2 separate regions of the Mus musculus genome follow, and region 1 is linked to region 2. The links are chromatin contacts, called in public HiChIP or PLAC-seq maps. All regions are on one chromosome and are shown on one strand. Each heading gives the region's core, a stretch centred on a gene start, on an enhancer-like site or on the middle of the called end of the contact. The rest is flanking DNA. Distances are from core to core; before and after follow the strand shown.

Evidence for each region. HiChIP or PLAC-seq counts read pairs in DNA pulled down with a chosen protein or histone mark.
Region 1: an H3K4me3 HiChIP or PLAC-seq map of bone marrow-derived macrophages shows a contact between it and region 2, with 4 times the contacts expected there. The contact joins two enhancer-like sites. A contact is called at or near these places in 1 of 15 datasets of contacts at CTCF or cohesin (large pre-B cells), 1 of 484 Hi-C or Micro-C datasets (bone marrow-derived macrophages) and 3 of 115 datasets of contacts at active chromatin or transcription factors (bone marrow-derived macrophages, embryonic stem cells and large pre-B cells).

What each region holds. Positions count from the first base shown.
Region 1 is chr9:99,384,412-99,388,807 of GRCm38.p6, reverse strand. It overlaps Mras (muscle and microspikes RAS), which reads left to right. Exons shown (of 6, transcript NM_008624.3): 6 at 304-3,388. The coding sequence ends at 403. Among named protein-coding and RNA genes, the nearest start is that of Esyt3, 28 kb to the right of the region's middle. Within about 2 kb of position 2,122, at least 19 of the 459 cell types and tissues checked have an H3K27ac peak or open chromatin away from gene starts, as enhancers often do. A contact at or near this core is called in bone marrow-derived macrophages, where this site is marked.
Region 2 is chr9:99,006,596-99,010,965 of GRCm38.p6, reverse strand. Gm1123 (predicted gene 1123) reads left to right here. Exons shown (of 8, transcript NM_001080776.1): 6 at 1-5; 7 at 1,535-1,739; 8 at 3,900-4,001. The coding sequence ends at 3,904. Among named protein-coding and RNA genes, the nearest start is that of Faim, 22 kb to the right of the region's middle. Within about 2 kb of position 1,690, at least 55 of the 459 cell types and tissues checked have an H3K27ac peak or open chromatin away from gene starts, as enhancers often do. A contact at or near this core is called in bone marrow-derived macrophages, where this site is marked.

The sequences.
Region 1 (4,396 bases), core at 873-3,372, 380 kb before region 2:
ATATGAAAAAGAAAAATAAGCACAGATGCCAGCTCCATTATAAAGCACGGCGGGCTTACGGTATGAATAAATCTAGTCGCCGCTGGATGCCGGGGGATTCTCATTTTTCTCTTCCCTTCCTCTCTGCCTTTCCTGCACTAAGAGATGCCACACAGCCTGGTCTCCTTGGGTGGCCAGCACAGCAGCACTCTCAAGCTGTCCCTCCAACCTAGGGCTGTCAGAGACTTGGGAGTCCCAGAGAGAGGACAGAGGAAGCAAAAGGCTTGCTCTGACATTGTCTTTGCTTCCTTCATTGTTCCAAAGGCAACAGGTTCCAGAGAAAAACCAGAAGAAGAAAAAGAAGACAAAATGGCGAGGAGACAGGGCCACCGGCACTCACAAACTGCAGTGTGTCATCTTGTGACAGCCTGAAGCCCTGGGCATAGCAACCGTGAACTGCCAGCCCCTGGGACCAGCCCACTGCCTAACTGCACTGAGAACCACTTCTAACTACAGCCCTTGGCTCTGGACTGGGCATTGGAAGGGAATGAGGGAGGAGGGGGCAGAAGCAGGCCGGGGCTGGCTTTGCTGCCTCTCCCAGGAGACAGGGCTACAGCTTCCAAACCTTTTGTGTGTTGACTGAGCCCAGTTCCCAGTCTCTTGGTGGGCTTGTTTCTTTTAACTCCATAGGGCTGGTTTGCTATGGAAGTGCTTACCCACATACAACGCACCAGACAAGCCATGAGCAAGCTTCCTCCCTGTCCCATCCCCAGTGTCTGAGCTCTTGTGTCTTTTGTAGATTTTTAAATTATTTGAGTAATGATTATTTTATTAAAGAGGTCTGTGCCCATTGCCTGGCGAAGCCCCAAGTCTTTGGCAGACCTCTGATAAATGTCTGCAATAGGGCTGTTGTCTTCTTAACCGAGTGTTCCTAGCAGTGCCAAACTCCATCCTGGATGAGAGGCAGAAGTAGGTGGAGTCTTATCAGAAGCCTGGGGTCAAACCCAGGAAGCAAACAGACCCCAGAGACTGGAGAGAGGGGGTGGATTTACCTGGAGGGCTTTGGTACAGTTGAAAACAAACAAACAAACAACGGCAGAGATTAGAAAACAACCCCCCTCACTACTACACCCCACCCTCAATCCCACCCCCACTGAAGTGAGAGCTAGCTGGGACCGGTTCACCCCTGAGGGGATTTCCTTTCCTTGAGTGTGTGGTGAGGCCAGTGACTGGCTTTGCAAAAGGACTCATTTGCTTTCCATGCTGTGGGTAAATTCTATGTTCAGATATGGACAGTGTCCCTGTTTGCTCTCAGACTATGTATTCCTGTGCCTCTGACACAAACTTAGGGACATGTTCAAGGAGGTGGATGTGACACCATCCAGAAAGCTCTGAACTGAAAGTGCTCAATACTATTATCTCAGAAGCCCCAGGACCTGAAGCCATTTCCACCCGAGTCAGCTGACCATTACCTTTATAAGTCCAGCCGATGAGCAAACCCCTTCTAGCAGGTACGGCTGCGGCTGCCTTTCGGTACACACTTTCTTTGCGCTCTTAGGTCAAAGGGGAAGAAAGCTGAGCTGAGGACATGATCCACACACTCATTTGAGCAGGGACACCTCCCGCCACAATGCACTCCTCCCTCTCTGGTGCTGCTAGTGGGGTAGAGGGGCTTTTTCCAGCTAAGACCCGTATGGAGGAACAGCAAGAACAAAGTACACCCTGTGAGAGGGTTGGGAGTGGAGGTGGCTGGCGTAGTGAGTGAGGGCATCTGCCAGCTCACCTTGCAGAACGGAGGCTCCCACCAGGGGGCTGGGCCAGTGTGGAGAAGGGAACTCACGGAAGGAAATCCAAGGAAACCAGGCACCGAGTAGGGTGTCCAGCCTCGTGATTCCTTTCCAACCCAGAGAGTCCTAAATTGTTCACACGCAGGGTCATCAGGACAGAAGGCCCCATGCAAGGGACAACTCTGCTACAGAAGGAAATGACTGACGCTTTTGCTAGCTAGAGATCAAACTTCCTACTCACCAAACTGCCACCCGCCCCGATTTTTTTTTTTTTTTCTGTTCCTGAAAAGGATACTAGAGGGCATGTCAGATGAGGTATTCACCATTTCTCAGATCCGGTAATACTTATGAATATTTTCAACATGAAAAGAACCAGGCTTTCTCCAGCCCTGGGCTCCCTAAGCCACACCCATAGCCACTGCAGCCCAGAGAGAGGAAAGATGGAAGGGAGGGTCAGGATGCTCTACACTCAGGGCAGCAGCCACTGCCAGAGAAGCCATGTCCTGCCACCTGCTACCGGCACACCCTCACTTCCGTGGACCAGCCAGCGCCTCTCCTGTGCCGAGTGGAGACTCTTCCCGGAAGCAGACTAGACCAAAGCCCTGAGGAGTGAGTCACACAGCTGACCAGAAGGGAGGCTCCCAGCGCCCCCACCCCTCTCAGCAGAAGCAGTGCATTCAGGTTCGTCATCCAGGGCATCCATTCTAAACTGCCCATGTCCTAAACTGACCCCACACGCAGGTGGACAAAATGGCCGACTTCTGGCCATCTCTGGTCCAGGGCTTTCATCTTCCACAATCCTGTTTCCCCCACGTGTGGCATGGGTAGATGACACTCCAGAATTAGAAATGAGCCCTCTGACAGAGTTTCCAGGGAGGCCGAGTAAAAGATGCTCAGTGCATCTCCATCGCCAGCTGACAGGGGACGTCAGGAGACCTGGTTGGCTGTGATACCGCATGACCGAGGACCCCTTGGGTCTGTACTGAGCTCTCATTCCGAGGTTCCCTGTAGTTTTTTCAGAAATGTGTGTTCCCATCACATCTGATGTATACCTTCCCTGCAATCCCCTCACCTCTGCCTCTCTTGTGTGCCGATTTTCTTCCATTACTCTGCCACCTCTTTATAGGTTCATTTGCCCCCCCCAGCCATCCCCTCTCCCCCAGTATGGGGCTATGCTATGGCCCCCTCCTTCCCAAGCACCATGCCACACAGGGAACATCTGGATGCTCCCCTTAGGAGCTCCTCACACCCTTCCATGGCTCTTGCTGTGGAGTACCTGATTGGATGCGTGTGACCTGTCTTGCCTGCCAGGAGACATGACCCACTGACCATGCCAGCTCTAACCCCAAAGCCCCTCAGAGCCATCACACTAAGTCCAGAGCCGCAGAGGGGTCCCTCCTTTTAGCAGCCCACCTGGTTGGAGAGTCCACATTGGGTCAGGTTTACCCACAATGCCAGATACTTGAAACAATGAGCCCTTTGCGTGACAGTATTAGCAGGTGGCAGTTGTCGTGTGAGGAGCGAGAGTGATGCCTGGACATCTTGTTGACGCTTGAGCCTTTTATGTACTTTTTATCAAGTCTTTGTGTATCTCTACTTATTAATAAAGAAACAATCAGAGATCCTGCCTTATTTCCTCTTCCCCAAACACTGCCCGTTTTGCGAGCTTTTAGTTCTTTACTGAAACACCCACCTCTTCCAGAGCACAGCCTTGGGCTTAGCCAAACCTAAAGCAAAGAGGAAGCACACTGGTGGCCATGCAGGTATCTTTGCCTGCAGGAGCCTGTAGAGAGGAGACTATCTTATGTCTGTACGGATGGGGCACCTGTCAATAATAAATCTGATGGCCTATGCTGTGGCAGGAATAGGGGGTGGGACATCCAGAAGACAGAAGGAGTCTGGGGGAAGTGGCAGGCAGGAGCTTCACCAGGGAAGATGTGACGAGACGATCACATGGTACCCGAGCACAGATAACCAGCTACGTGGCAGAAAGTAGATTAGAATAAATGGGTTATTTTAAGTTATAGCTAGTCAGAGAAGAGCCTAGCTATATGGCCGAGGTATTTGTAAATATACTTTGAGTCTGAGTGTGATTTCTGGGAGCATGGTGCTGAGAGAAGGAACCAGACTTTTTTTTTTTTTTTTCATCCTCAGCAGCTTGCCATGTGCCCTTCTGCCTTTCATGGGAAACTGTTTACTTGTGTTCAAAATGGAATTCCTGACCATCCATCTCTCATGCCTGTTTCACCCAGCTCCTTGCTTCCCGTTCTCGGCCCCTAAGTCTTGGACTTGCTCTCATCTCTGCCCTGACCCCGCCACCTCCCGTCCTATAAGCAAAGACTGTTGATTTCACACTGCAAACATTCGTCTGGAATCTACCCTTTCCCTCTACCTCCCCCACTGACGTGTGAGTCGAGGCTGCCATTCTTCACGTCCTGCTCTTGTCTTCCCATAGTTCACTCTCAACCCAGCCAGCACAGAAGTTCTGGGGAAATTTAAAGCCAACTCACTCATGTCTCCACTCTGTCCACCCCACCATCGCCCAGTAACTTCCCCCACCTCACTTTGCAGGCATGGCAAGGAGGGCTATGCCATGACACATGAGTAACGGATGAGCAGATGGGCATTAG
Region 2 (4,370 bases), core at 441-2,940:
GCATGGTGAGTATGCACTGTGCCTGCTCACTCTCACTAGGCAGGTGTGGCATCGCAGCCTGAAGCCCCACGGCCCAGGCCTGTGGACATGGATAGAATGACCTGTGACTTCAGAGGAAGGGTCATCAGATGTCTGGAAGGTTTCAGAGGACAAGAGGATGCTGTGGACATTTAGAAAATGTGGTCTTGAACATGTGTAACAGGAGACAAGGAACAAGAGGGGTGTGCTGAGCAGGCTGGGCCGCAAGGGTGTGTGTGTGGAGTGTGTGTTCTAGGTCCTGTATATTTGTCATGTCAAGCTTCAGCCTCCCTAGTGACTGTCCTTGTTCTTACTTGATTTATTACTAAACCCTCTGAGGCAGCTGCGACACAGGAACATCCATGAATGAACACGTGTGTGAACCTGTCCAGTCCCACCGACCCCGTCTCTAGTACAGGACTATGGTATTTAATTATGTTAGAAGTTATTTAATCACACTGAAACCTGGCTGTCCATTCATAATGGGAGTATGGAGGCCAAAGGTTTGGCTCAGCACTTAAGAGCACGGGGCTGCTTTCCCAGAGGACCCAGCGGTATGGCTTCTCTCAACTGTCTGTCACTCCGACTCCTGGTGGCCCGGCACTCTTCCCGGCCGGCCCCCGAGTGCTGGGGTTATAGGTGAACGCCACCACACCTGAGCCAGCCTAAATATGATTTAAAACAATAATAAAAACAACAAAGCTTTAAAATAGTAATAATAATAGAGGTACAGGGACTGCATCCCAGGTCCACATGGACCCAGTTCTAGCTCATCATTCTGTGTTTTTATTAGTGTGGGTTTTTGTATAACAACTCCCTCCCTCCCTCCCTCCCTCTCTCCCTCCCTCCCTCCCTCCCTCCCTCTGTATATAATGAAGTATGTGTGGGGCAGATGTGTGTGTATGCGCAGCGTATGTGTGTGGGCATGCCTTTATCTGTGGAAACTGAAGGATGAGGTTAGGTGTCACCCGCCCTCTTTCTCCATCATGTGTTTTGAAATATGGTCTCTCACTGAAACTGGGGCTCACTGATGGCTAGACTGAGTGGCCAGCAAGTGCCTGGGGTTGCCCGCCCTCCAACCCCTTATTCTAGTGGTGGGCTTCATGTCTGTGAAATCATGTCTGCCTCTTCCATTGGCTCTCAGGGCCCTAACTCGGGTCTCTGTCATCTGAGCCAGCTCACCAGCTCTCTTTACTTTCTCTTTCATTTCTATTTCTTAAAAAAAAAAAAAAAAGTTTTATGGTAACATGGTATATGCATAGCATTACTGAAAGTTTTTTTTTAGATTTATTTTTTATTACATTTGAGTCTCTTGAACTGCATGCGTGTCTAGTGTCTGTGGAGGTCAGAGGGGATATTAAATCCCATGGAATCTGAAAGTTACGCTGTGAACTGCTTTGTGGGTGTTGCAACCTGATCTTGGGTCCCCTGATGAGAGCTACATGCTTCTAACCACAGAGCCACTTCTTCAGCCCACGTTTGTTTATGTTCTCTTTCTGCTTCTTTTAAATTTTAGTTTATTGTATATTTAGCAGACAAGATTTACGACAACTTCTATCAAGATATGAAAGGACGTGTGCAATTTACAAGTAATGACATCAGGTCTGGTGAGGCATCTATAAATATAACTGATGCTCGGCTCTCTGACGCTGGCACCTATCAGTGTGGAGTGTCCCATGCCTTTGGTACTGCCAAGGGGACCATTCAGCTGACAGTTGTTGGTAAGTTACTGTAGTGGGTAGAGAGTGCGCCTTCTCAGTAACAGGGTGAAATGTCACAGTGCTGAAGTCACAGAACTTACATAAAACAAACGGTGTTTTACAGTAATAATGGGATCTGTTCATTTTCACTGCGCTAGGAGTAAAACCTGGGCCTCATGCTTGCTAGGAAAGAGCTCTGTCCCTAGTCCTAGCATTATGTCACCTTCTGAAGTATTTCTAAGGTCCTCACATAGCTTAAAACGTAAAGCTATCACATGCATTTAGATCAGAGAAAAACAGGAAGTGACTAACTTCTTTGCAAAGTTCATGATGATTTTCAATATAAATGAAATTGTATTGTGTGAGAAAGAACCCGAGCTGCACCGTGCACTGCGGCTGTCGTCCTTGTCTTCTGACTTGCCCTGAGAATTAAATCGATTTCATCGCCCCAGTCTACTCTGTGGGTACCGAAACAGAGAGTATAAAAAGCTTTCACCGTGGCCACGCCTGTCGGAGTCATCCCTCCGGAGATGTGAGGGAGCGCTCTGAGCTTGCGTTTTCATGGATCGAGACAAATGTGGTCTCTGTGGTGAAGAGCTGGGTGTTTAGAATACTGGGGCTGGAACAGAGGACGAAAACCGACGGGTCGGAGAAGCCAGTGGGTATCAGGCAGTGATGTTACAGCCCTCGTGTCGCTGTTTTCATTTTTAAAATGGAGGATGGGGTGGGCTGGGAAGTGCACAGCTCTCGCTGATGGCCAGGAGGACAATAGGACTGCTTTATGATCGTCAGGCTGCAAAGTTTCCTCTCTGTGGACCAGTGCCCAAGTTCAGAAATCGGAAAGGTGACAGCTCGAAGTACACTGGACCTTCTTCCTGTAGCTAACTTGATGCAGGCGGATGGTGACAAGTGCTCTGTTATGTCAGTTTTAAGATCCCTTTTTTGAGACCTAGGGTCTCATGATTTGGAAGATTGTTGAGGACACGTGTTTAGTAGGAATTTCTGATTGGTACAACCCTAGATGTAGACAATCAGGGCCCCTCCCATATCCGCAGGCCTACTATGGCACCTCCCACATACACAGGCCAATGTTCCCTGTTCCTTTTTGGATGAACCTTATTTTATGGATTCATCCAGGGGAGAGGTGAAGAAGAGTCCCACGTGGAACTCGAGAGTTTTCTGAATGCTGTACCCCTCTAGAGCAGGAGTGTCTGCACAGAGCTAGGTAGGAGAAAGCACACTGTGCTGGTCACAGGCAGTATGGCGGTGGGAGGTTGGGGGAGGAGGGTTATGGTGTCTTCTGCGAGCAGCAGCAATGAGTGCAGACTCTAGTCAAAGGTACTCTGTCTGGCCTGAGTGCTGCCAGGTAAAAATATCTCCTACAGTGTGGAATAAGTGAGCAGAATGAGCGACCATAGTTCTCAGTCTCACTGCTCCAAGCACTTCTTGGCACTCCTCAGTACATTTAGTGCCATTTCTCTTATCAGTTTCTACTTCATGTGTTTACTTATGCATATATGTGTGTATGTATTCTTATTACAGTTGTGTGTGCTCAAGTACCATGGCATATGCTGGAGGTCATAAAAGAACAGATAGTTGATTTGTCCTTCCATTTGTGTCCCAGGGATCAAATTCAGGGTGTATTGATGGTCAACAAATGCTTTATCCACTGAGCCATCTCAGCGGTCCCATTTGTGTTTTCTAATAAGGACAGTGTACATTCTTTAAATTATTTCAAGATTTGTTTTGTGTGTTTCCCTGCATGTATGTGTGTCTGCACCACAGGCATGTCAGATGCTCTCAGAGGTCAGGAGAGGGTGCCAAGCGCCCTGCAACTAGCATTAAGGTTGAGCCTTCATATGGACACTGGGACTCAAACCTGGGTCCTCTCTGGGGTAATAAGTGTTTTTAATCACTGAGAGATCTCTCAAGCCCCAAGGGTCGTATACACTCTTAACTGTGCTATTGATATATTTTTAAGGGTCTCATTTTGTAGCCCTCGCTGATCTTGAACTTAGGCTCCCTCTGCCTTTCCTCCTAAATGTTTGGATTAGGTGTTTGTATTTGTAAGTGGTTTGCATTGTTGAGGCTTTAAAATATATTTCTAATTTCATTAGCATATGTAAATTTTGCACTACTATACACAGTTGCTTTTCCTAAGCAGATGCCTTTTTTTTTCAGGCTGATCATCTGCCCCAGAGGTTACATCAATTGAACTTTTAATTAAGTTCTGCTGATTCCTTGCTCCTGTATCTTCAGTGAAATGTGCCTTGTGCTCCCACACGTCATCAACCTAAAAAGAAGTCCTTAGTGAGGATAAACTAGTGTTTCATAATTTTGTTTCCTTTTTCTCTTTCTTCAGTTCCTTCTGTATTCAAGGGGTTAAGGAACCCGGGGCAATTATCTTGGAGACGTAATTTTTCTGGATATCAATCAATAAAAGCAAATATGATTTGAATTTTGAGTCTTAGAAAAAAAAACCAAAACAAAACTAAGTCCTTCAAACAATATTGCTTTGACTCCATTTCCATGTTCTCTGGATGCGAGGTGCACTGCAGAGCCAAAGAAAACAACTGCAGTGTGCTCACTCTTTGTCCTGTTTGGAGTTCATCACAGCAGTGGCTCTCCAGAGTTGGGTTCTTGCAAATTCAG